Linked DNA regions of Mus musculus: region 2 is linked to region 1. The links are chromatin contacts, called in public HiChIP or PLAC-seq maps. All regions are on one chromosome and are shown on one strand. The core of a region is the stretch at or near the end of the contact, and the rest is flanking DNA. Distances in the headings are between cores, read along the strand shown. Region 1 holds the start of Cfap126 (cilia and flagella associated protein 126). Region 2 holds the start of Ncstn (nicastrin).

The links. HiChIP or PLAC-seq counts read pairs in DNA pulled down with a chosen protein or histone mark.
Region 2: a contact with region 1 is called in an H3K27ac HiChIP or PLAC-seq map of microglia, with 4 times the contacts expected there. The contact joins the promoter of Ncstn here to the promoter of Cfap126 in region 1. A contact is called at or near these places in 1 of 39 promoter capture datasets (pre-B cells), 1 of 115 datasets of contacts at active chromatin or transcription factors (microglia) and 1 of 9 other capture datasets (adipose tissue).

The regions. Positions count from the first base shown.
Region 1 is chr1:171,119,650-171,124,597 of GRCm38.p6, forward strand. It overlaps Cfap126 (cilia and flagella associated protein 126), which reads left to right and starts at 3,396. Exons shown (of 5, transcript NM_001379426.1): 1 at 3,396-3,544. The coding sequence starts at 3,518.
Region 2 is chr1:172,081,259-172,086,421 of GRCm38.p6, forward strand. Ncstn (nicastrin) reads right to left here and starts at 1,491. Exons shown (of 17, transcript NM_021607.3): 1 at 1,343-1,491; 2 at 1-58. The coding sequence starts at 1,424. Copa (coatomer protein complex subunit alpha) reads left to right here and starts at 1,271. Exons shown (of 33, transcript NM_009938.4): 1 at 1,271-1,691. The coding sequence starts at 1,652.

The DNA of each region.
Region 1 (4,948 bases), core at 2,146-4,645:
GGTTATTAAAAGAAGTCCTCTACACTAGCGCATGCTATAGCACACATACGTCATACATGGTTTCTTCACGGTTTTGTTTTGAGACAGAATCTTTCTCTGTAGTCGGTTCACAGGAACTCTGTTGTCTTGAGGGCCGTGTGTGTGTGTGTGTGTGTGTGTGTGTGTGTGTGTGTGTGTGTGTGTGTGTGTGTGTTGTATGCTTCCCAAATCCTCAATGTTACAGCTCTCATTATTTGGGGATAATAAAGGTTATATAAATCTTGGAGAGTAGGTAGGGCTTTTGAGGTGAGTGTACATTATTGGCTAGGGCTGAGGTGCTGGGTGCTGGGGATGCTTCATTTACATCAAGAGGAAATCCAGGTGCTTGCTGGACATGTTGAGAGAGAGAGAGAGGGAGTGAGAGAGAGGGAGTGAGAGAGAGGGAGTGAGAGAGAGGGAGAGGGAGAGGGAGAGGGAGAGGGAGAGGGAGGAGAGAGAGGGGGAAGAGAGGGAGAGGGAGAGGGAGAGGGAGAGGGAGAGGGAGAGGGAGAGGGAGAGGGAGAGGGAGAGGGAGAGGGAGAGGGAGAGGGAGAGGGAGAGGGAGAGGGAGAGGGAGAGGGAGAGGGAGAGGGAGAGGGAGAGGGAGAGGATGAAGCTGAGCCATCTCTCCAGCCCAGGTGGGCACTATCTTGCACATCTGTCTAGGTAGAGGAGTGTGTGGCTTACAGGTACAGTTGGCTTTGTCACGTGGGTTCTGGGACAATACTCAGGCCATCAGGCTTCTCAGGGAAGTAGTTTTTTAACCCACTGAGCCATCTTGCTGATCACCTCTGGATTCTCTTTTTGTTGTTGTTTTGAGACACATTAAGACTGTGTAGCCACAGCTGACCGGGAACTCACTATGTAGAGCAGGCTGACCTCAAACTCAGAGATCCACCAGCTCTGGCTCCCAATTTTTGGGATGAAAAGTGTGCACCTCACATTCACCTCCCATCCCCACCCCAGGCACTCTTAAGCCAGTAAAATTCTTGAGCCCTCTTTGCATGAAGTGCCTACAGGCCATGTTAGCACAGTTAATGCTCTGAAGTAGGACAGTCTACATTTCTCATGCAAGGTCGCTAAAGCCCGGGCTGATGAACTTTTCTAAGGCCTCATTTTCCAAGCACAGTCAGAATTTCACCCAGATAATTTGGCTCCAGGATGGACATTAATGGTTGTCCTCACTTAGGTCTGAGTTCACACACTGTCCACAGAGCTGAGGAAAAACTGCCTTGATAGTTAACGAAGACAGCAGTTCCCAGAGAAGCCATGGCTACAGAGCTGTCACTTTGCCTCTTGTGGGCAAAATGGATGTTCGAGAGCAGAGACAGCCCTTGATCCTAAAATAACTCCTGTGTCCTCCATCACTCTAGAGAGTAATGAGAACCACAGGGACAGAGCACACGGGGCTGCTGGCCTATGTCACATTACCCAGCTGTGAACTGTCAGAGCCTGTAATAAGAGCTGTTCTTAACCCATTATCTGGAAGGGTCAGGAGTATCATTATGCTGGGTTGGATAGGAGAAACATTTTAGGGGAAAAAAGAACTAGCAATTATCTCCCCACTGAATTTTGGAGGCAGCCTCAAGTAACCCAAACTTGGAGCCATCCTCCTGCTTCAGCATCCCAAAGGCTTGGATTGCAGGTATAAACAACCACATGCAGCTTGCTTTCTTGAAAGAAACAATTTGTTTTTAAATCATATGTGTGAGTTGAGGTAGCTGTTTCAGAAGAGGGCGTCAGATTCCACATAGCTGTGGTTACAGAGGCTGAGAGCCATGGGCACTGGGAAAGCCAGCTTGGCTCTACTGGATGAGCAGAGAGCACTCCCAGTCACTGAGCCATCTCCCCAGATCCCTTCCCCACCCCACGTCCTTCCTTCAAACCAGCACCTATGATCTATAGAATAATGGGTTTCATTGTGACATTTTCATTCATGTAGGATTCTGATTGCGTTCACCCTCTTATGCCCCTCCCCCTCCCAGTGGACCCCACCTGCTTCCCCCTATACCCTCTTCTCACTTCACGTGGACTTTTGTTCTTGTTGTTTGGTTGTTGAGATAAGGCCTTTCTATGCATCCCTGACTGGCCTGGAACTTACTATGTAAACCTGGTTGGCTCACATTTAGAGGTCTGACTCCTCCAAGTTCTGAGGTTAGAGGCGTCACCATGCTTTCGTGTTTGAGTGTGTGTGTGTGTGTGTGTGTGTGTGTGTGTGTGTGTGTCTGAGCTCAGAGATGCTTGCACACGTGGGAGGTTATTCCCAGGAGCATGGACCACCTACCAGTGTGGCTGGTTACAACACTGAAAAGAAGATCCTGCCCTCTCCAGAACTATTAACATAAAGGGCGGGGCCTTGTGAGCCCCTCCCCCAGCAACAGTTAACGCCTCCATAGCTCCAGGAAGGAGGGGGGGCCTCATGAGTCCCTTCCCTGTTTTTTGGAGACAGGATCCTACTACATAGCCAAGGCTGGTCTTGAACTTGAGATCCTCCTGCCTCCACTTCCTGGATACTGGGATTACAGGCGTGCACAGCCATATCTGGCTCTTAAGTATCTTTGGACAACTTGGGTTTTTTCCTTTTTTTAAAACTTAAGACTTTGTAACTGACAAGCCCTCTTTAGTTCTAACACCCCAATAGATGAGTAGATGGACTTAACAGAAATTTCAATGAGTCTCTCAGGGTTCCTTGGTTTTATAGCTAATAGGCTCAGGCCCTGGTACCTACTCAGTTTCCCACCCTACGTTCTGATTTGCCATATCCTAACCAACACTATGAAGCTATATCTTGGGTCCTGTGACTGTAGGGGGATGGAGGAGACAGGAGTCACTTAAGGACCAAGGATAAGACATATATTTCCTTTTGGGAACAAACCAGTTGGTTGCTTCCTAAGCAGTGTGCCTTTGTTATCCTGTGAGCAGCATCTTGGCAGCGCCCAATTCCCACTGTGAACATTTCATTCACCTTATTCTTCAGTGTACAAAGCAGGCCATCACTACAGTGTGTGATGGATGAGGGGTTAGGCTTAGTTCATTATACCACAGTGTCTCACACACTCAGCTCACGGGGGTTGGGGGGTCTCAAAGTTTGTTTAAATAGTTGAAGATGTCATTCAAAGACAACCTGGAAATTCTGAAGCAGACTTAACTATGTTGGGGAAACAGCTATTTACATGACAGTTATCCCTGATTTGTTTTGGACACATGCAAAGTATAGTAACTGAGGCAAATGCAGCGGTCCTGCTCAGTGGTCCTGGGATTTTGGAAGCAGAGGCAGGAGGACGGGGTGTTCAAGGTATCCATGGCTACTTCTCAGTTCATTTTCTCATGTTTGTTTGGGCCTCTATACTCTAAAATGAAAATGAACCTACGTTTCAGAGAGAAAGGAAGAGGGTAGTGTAAACCACAGAATGTAGCCCAACCCCTGCTGACCGGGAGTAACTCCCAGAAGGCTGGCCTTCTGCAGTTGCCAGGCAACAAGTGTAAACAGCACTGGATCATGGCCACTAACTACAGTGCCAACCAGGTAAGCGCTTGCTCGTCACCCTTTTACATTTGAGTTTATGTTCCAGATGCTGCCCTTGACTGCCCGCTCCCATCAGACTCTGACTGGGTTGAGGCGGTGCTTCATCTCATGGGTGGGAGGGCCCAGGAACAAGCAAAGAGGATCTGGGTTAAATCTGTAGACCGTAAGCCAGGAAGCAGTGATTTTATTTGTACAGGCCAGAGTAAGCAGTTTAGGCTTTGTAAGTCAAGTGACAAAGTCATATCTATTTATATGAAAGTTAGCACTAATTTGTTTCAGAAAAATTCAAAATATAGGGGTAGAGATGCTCCCCAGTGGTCCCCGAGGCAGGAGGATGGGTGTTCAAGGCATTCTGGGGCTACATACTGAGTCCAAGGCTAACCTGAGCTTCAAGAGAACCCCTCCCCCTCCACACACACACAGAGAGAGAGAGAAAGAGAGAGAGAGAGAGAGAGAGAGAGAGAGAGAGAGAGAGAGAGAGAGAGAGAGAGAGAATGAAAACAAGGACACAAAATAGTCACTGATGGTTCGAGGCCAGCCTGGTCTACATAGAGAGTTCCAGGCCAGCCAGAGTCTTGTAGTAAGAAAAGAAACAAAATATTGCCTACACATTTTTGGAGTTCCTTTGGAGAAAATATTTTCCTTCTTTAGTATTCCCAGTTTAGTGTTGTTCTTTTTCTTCGTTTATGTGTATGTGTGTGAGTAGGTAGACAGGTAAGGTTTTGCTACTACCTACCTATCCCAGACTGGACCACAAAGTCACAACCCTCCTACCTTCCTCTGCTAAGCGTGAGGCTTACAGGTGTGTGCCACCTTGGCCAACTACCTTCTGTCAAAGCAACACAAATGGTTGTTTTATGTCTACAAATATTTTTACAAATGGTCTATTTTTACAAATAAAAAACGTTCTTGCCAGGGAGGCAGGGACAGAAGGGTGGAACCCAGCCTCAAAGAAAGAAAGAAAAAGAGAGAGAGAGAGAGAGAGAGAGAGAGAGAGAGAGAGAGAGAGAGAGAGAGAGAGAGAGAGAGAGAGAGAGGAAAGAAAGAAAGAAAGAAAGAAAGAAAGTGGCGTTTTCTGCCCCTTGGCCTTCTAAAAGCAGGTAGCAATGTGGATTTGGTTACCATCCCTTGGTCTAATCTAGCAGTCTCCAGCAGTGTGTCACAAACATAATTTAAAAGGTTTTAGCAGCTATGTGAAAATTAAAAATTAAATTTTGTAATGCTCAGTAGAATATAATAAACCTCAAACATTAACATTTAATTGCATTTTTAAAAAGTCTAACCACACACACACACACACACCTATTTTATACCAGCTCCTTAAAATCCATTTTTCCCCACTAGCGCTGAGGACCATAGCTCTGTACATGCTAGATAAGCACTGTAACTCAGAGCTACACCCCT
Region 2 (5,163 bases), core at 241-2,740, 960 kb after region 1:
GCTGTTTTATTTAAGGGAATGTAGATTTTCCTCTCCACTGAGTTTCCCCCACACAATCCTGATCAGAAGATAAACAGTATTAGGAAAAAGTGAAAGATAATTTGGTATTAGCCTCTATCATCATCAGCTCGATTCATGGTTTCAGTAAAGCATTCACGATCATACTGTCTAACACAAGATTAATGATCATTCTTTTCACTTCTTGGCCACATTATTGGAACATAAGTATTGTAAAGAGGACCTAGCTGTGTATTTTAGAAAGTTATTAGACTCCATGATGATCGATTAATTATAAAGCTAAAAGGTGATTGTCAAAAGTCTTTGACTTCAGATGTGCCGGCGTCAAGTTTCAGGGCTAAACAAGTCTGCTTCTTTTAGCTTGCCTGTACATTACTAATTAGTTATCAAAAGAGCTCTGGTCTAAGAATATAGATTGCCAAAACCAAACAAAGAAAAGCACTAACAACAAAAACCACCTAAGAATCTGAACAGACCTAGGAGAAGAAACGTTATGCCACACACCTGGTCAGTTAATGAAATATCAGACCATTTGCCCACACACCTAGAGTATGGGACAGCTACAGTTCCTCCCTTGAAGCTAATCAAAAGCAATGTGAATGTTGAGAAAGACGGAGTCATGGCTATACAAGGAAATGGCTGCATTTCAGGGCTTACCTAGAAAGATATATATATATATCTTTGCTTAACTCTTAGTTGAACACACTATAAATAATTACAGGTGTGTTACTGATTGTACTTCATAATTTAAAGATCACTAAATAGACATTAGATTGGAAAAAAAGAAAATATTCATATACATTAAACGTCTAAGATTCCTTGAATCATTACTTCCCTCTTAACAGTTTAAAGCAGCTAAGCTAACGTTAGCCTCACTTTAGTAAGCTAAGAAAACAAGGAACACAAATTTAGGCTAGAACCAACAGGAGGAAACGGGGGCTCTCATTTTTTCAACGTCGCACAAAGACCACGAAACGAGACTGTTTTGATCTCAAACATACTAAACCGGAGGAAGGGGGCTGAGCTTTTCACACCTGTCCCTTTTGATGGCTGATGGGGTGGCTGGGCTTTAAACAGAGAACGAGGCATGCGAGAAAGGTTGAAGAGAATCAGGCTGGAAACCCAGAAAAGGGCTGGAGAGAACTAAGGAAATGCAGGTCCAGGCAAAGGAGGAACTTATGTCATGGGAACGAAAGACAAGAAGGATTTCCAGGGCGGGGGACAGAGGGGCAATCGGAACCAGAAGGGCATTGCCTGCACTAGCGATGGGCCGTTCCGGACGGCTCCTCTTAAAGACCAGAGCTCCGGGGTGGGGTGACCTCACCTGCCAGTACCACGGAAAAAGACAGAAGAAGAAGACCCCGACTTCCTGGGTCAGGCCCAGAGCCGCCCCTAGTCGTAGCCATCTTGCCTCTCCGCTGGGCGGAAGCCTCAGGTCCCTTCCAGACTCGTAGCGGCCTCTCTAGGCTTCCGCTAGCATCGTCTCTGTGGCCCAGCGCTCCAGAGACCGGAAGTCCTTGTCCGAGGAGCTTCCGGGAGCCGCGACCCGGGAGTAGCTGACGTGGAAGCCTTGGGAGTGCCACCGGGAGCGGCGGGACCCGCTAACCTGACCTAGGAGCCCGAGGCCTGAAGGATGCTAACCAAATTCGAGACGAAGAGCGCGCGGGTCAAAGGTAGTGGAGAAGAAACGGGAACAGCGGAGGTTGGGTGTTGGGGGTAGTGGTGCTGTCACTAAGGCAGGACTCGCTGACCGCGTCGGGCCTCCTGGAAGAACCCGGAGGAATAACCGAGGGAGCGGCTTAGGGTTAGTGGAGTAGTCTGCAGTCCGTGCTGCTTCGTATGTCCTGGAACTTATCGTGTCGTGGCTCGTTAACCTTAGGCCGGCTCCCTACTCCTTCCAGCCACCTCTTCTGGGGGGGTGTGCCAGCCCTTTCTGTTCTTAAGGCCTTATGACTTGGATGCTTTCTGATAACCAGGTTGTATGGAGTGTTTCTGGGGTTTGAGTCTCAGCTTCTGTCACTGGCTACTCCAGTAGCCCGTCTGCTCCATTTCCATGTCCAGTGCTTCCGCTGGACTATTTATTTATTTATTTATTTTTGGCCTATTTGGAGTGAGAGAATGGAGGCCTACTGCCCCACCAGGTCCCGAGCCTGGGTAAGATTGTCCGGTGAAATACAGATGCTTTGTGTTAGATTTGAATACCAGGTAAACAGCTAAATTTTTGGTGATAAGTCTTGAAAGACAAAGGCCTGAGATCACACTCTTTGAAAATGTCGATATTAGAAAAATTAAGTCTATGGAAATCTGATAAAAAATATATCTGGACTATTTCATGATATGCATTATAGTGAAGTGGTTCAGAATTTGTTTATTGGAGTCAGTCAGACTTGCTTAGGAATTCTGAAACGTCTACTAACAAGCCGCCTTAAGGTGTCTCCTTACTATCTCTAAATCTCTATATTCTTATCTTTAAAAATAAGGATAGTTAACACTTTCTTATAAAGAGAATTAAAATGAGAAAGTACATTAACTGTGTTTATAATAGTGCCTGGCAAGACTTAGTAATTCAGAAACTGGAGGTTCTTTAATGGAGGCTATATTCTGGGCAGTTTCTAAGTGTCATGGGAAATTTGATTATAAAGGGTGCCAGTAAGAATTCTTAGTACCACCAGGGTTACATAGAGAGACCTTATCTCGAAATGGCAAAAAAAGAAGAAGAGAAAAGAATTATCATGTGTGGTGCCAGTCATGGTGGCTTTAATTGCAGCACTCAGGAGCCAGATGCAGGTGGATCTCTGTGAGTTGGAGGCTAGCCTGGTCAACGTATCGAGCGGCAGGCCAATCAAAGCTACACTGAGACACACTGAGATCCTATTCTAAAAAAAAAGGTTCTAGGGCTGAAGAGTTGGCCCAATTAAGATTTACTGTCTGTTCAGAGGACATGAGTTTGGTTCCCCATTCAGCAGCTCACATCCACCTGTAATTCCAGCTCCAGGTGACCTGACCCCTCTTCTGGGCTCTGTGGGCACCTGAACTCACCTGTGCATGTACTTAATAAAAAGAACAAACACAAACGAGTCTCTGGTATTTGAGTAGTTGAAATGAGTCTTCATTTTCTATGAGCTCTTTTCAGATTTCTTCTTGTGCACTAGAAAGGCATTAGGGAAATCAGTATTTGAGAGTTCATTAAGATCGCTGAATCAGTTAAGAGGGCATACTGTCCGCACAGTATGTCGTTCCCATCACTCATGACATGTGGTTCACAACTGCCCGCTCCACGGGACGGTGTTAAAGAGTCTACCGTAAAAATAAAAGAAACATCATGCAAAATAGTGCCTTCATTAACTTGCTATGAGAGTATATTCATATAATATTTTTACAACTAAGGACTAGCTACCAGAGTTGGATGTGGTGACTCACTCCTGTAATCCCAGCACATGGGAGACTAAGGCAAGATGGTTGCTGCAAGTTTGAGACCAACCTAGACAACAATGTGAGGCCATGTTGTGAAAAGCCCAAGCATTCCTGGTGTGGTGGCACAGAGGCAGGCAGATATCTGAGTTTGAGACCAGCCTACACTAAACAGCTAGGACTACAATGAGAAACCTTAGCCCTGAAAAAACTTGAAAAAAATTTACCAAAACATTAAATGTACATGTTCTAAGCCAGTAAGGGCTCAGTGGGTAAAGGTGCCTGTCACCAATTGGCCAAGATTATCTATAGAAGTATCTTCTGTAGACCTTTTTGTTTGTAGGTTTGGTTTGGTTTGGTTTGGTGGTTTGGTTTGGTGGTTTTGTTTGTTTGTTTGTTTTCCGAGACAGGATTTCTCTATGTAGCCCTGGCTTGCCCAGAATTTACTGTGTAGATTAAGCTGGCCTTGTACTCAGAGATCTGCCTGCCTTTACCTCCCAAAGAAATAAAGGTGTGTGTTACCACCACCTGCCTTCAGTAGATCTTTTTTATAGTCAGAAACTAAAAGTGAAATTTTAATGTTTTCTAAGAGTAAGGGTTTTGTTGTTCTTGGTGGTGGTGGTTGTATTGTTTTGTTTTTTAAAGACAATGCCTCACTAAATAGCCCACCTGGGCCTCAAACTCAGTGTTTCTGTTTCAACCTCCCAGATGTAGCATTACAGGTGTGTGTGTGTGTGTGTGTGTGTGTGTGCGCGTGTTTTAGTGATCATACGCAGAGCTAGACAAGCCAGTCTTCTTCCACTGAAGTAAATGTCCATCTCCAAAACAGCCTAAAATGTGATAGACTAGTGGGGTGACTCAGTGGTTAGTGCTTACCACCAAGCCTAATGCCCCGAGCTCAGTCTCTAGGGCCCATATCTTATGGTAGGAGGAGGAAATTGACACCTGCAAGTTGTCCTCAGACCTGCACATATGCACTGTGGCTCGTGTGTGTCCATGTGAAAACTCACCGTGCACAGATAGTAAATAAGTGTCATTAAAATTTTTAAGTGTAGTGCCGTTGTTCCTTACAGCTATAAAAAAGAATGAGTTTCTGGTAAATGAAGTGTGAAAAGGTTTATGTCATATATTTAAGTGAGAAAGGGGTATAATTCCATGTTCACAAAATGATAAGGCATGTGTGTGTATGTATCTGCACTAAAAACCTGAAGGGCACACTTCAGACTGTTAACAGTCCTTTCTTGTAGTATTTCCTTTTGTCATCCTGATGGAGTAACAAGGACTAAATTTGTTTTCCTGCCTTAAATTGCTAAACATGTAAACAAAATTACAATGGTTTCAGACATTGGTCGGTAAAGAGTACTGGGAATTATTTCTTGAGGGAAGGAATATAAACAGGACGGATCTTATGTTAGTTTAGGTTAGTGCTTAGAGAGAGACACCAGGCTGCAGTGAAGGACAAGGGAGGGAGGAACCCTGTGGTCTAGCCGAGGAGCAGAGCTCAGCATTTGGGGCAACAAAGATGTTAAAGTATGCTTAGAAAAGCCCAGAAAAGGGAGCGCGCCGGAGGTCTGTATGGATTCCCTCGAGCCTTTGTCAGAGTATTGATAGGTACATGCATGCATGAAAAATATCCAAAATTTAGGAAGAAAAAAAACATCAAAAGGTAGTTGTGGGCCTGGAGAGATGGCTCAGTGGTTAAGAACACTTGCTGTTCTTGCAGAGGGCCCAGGT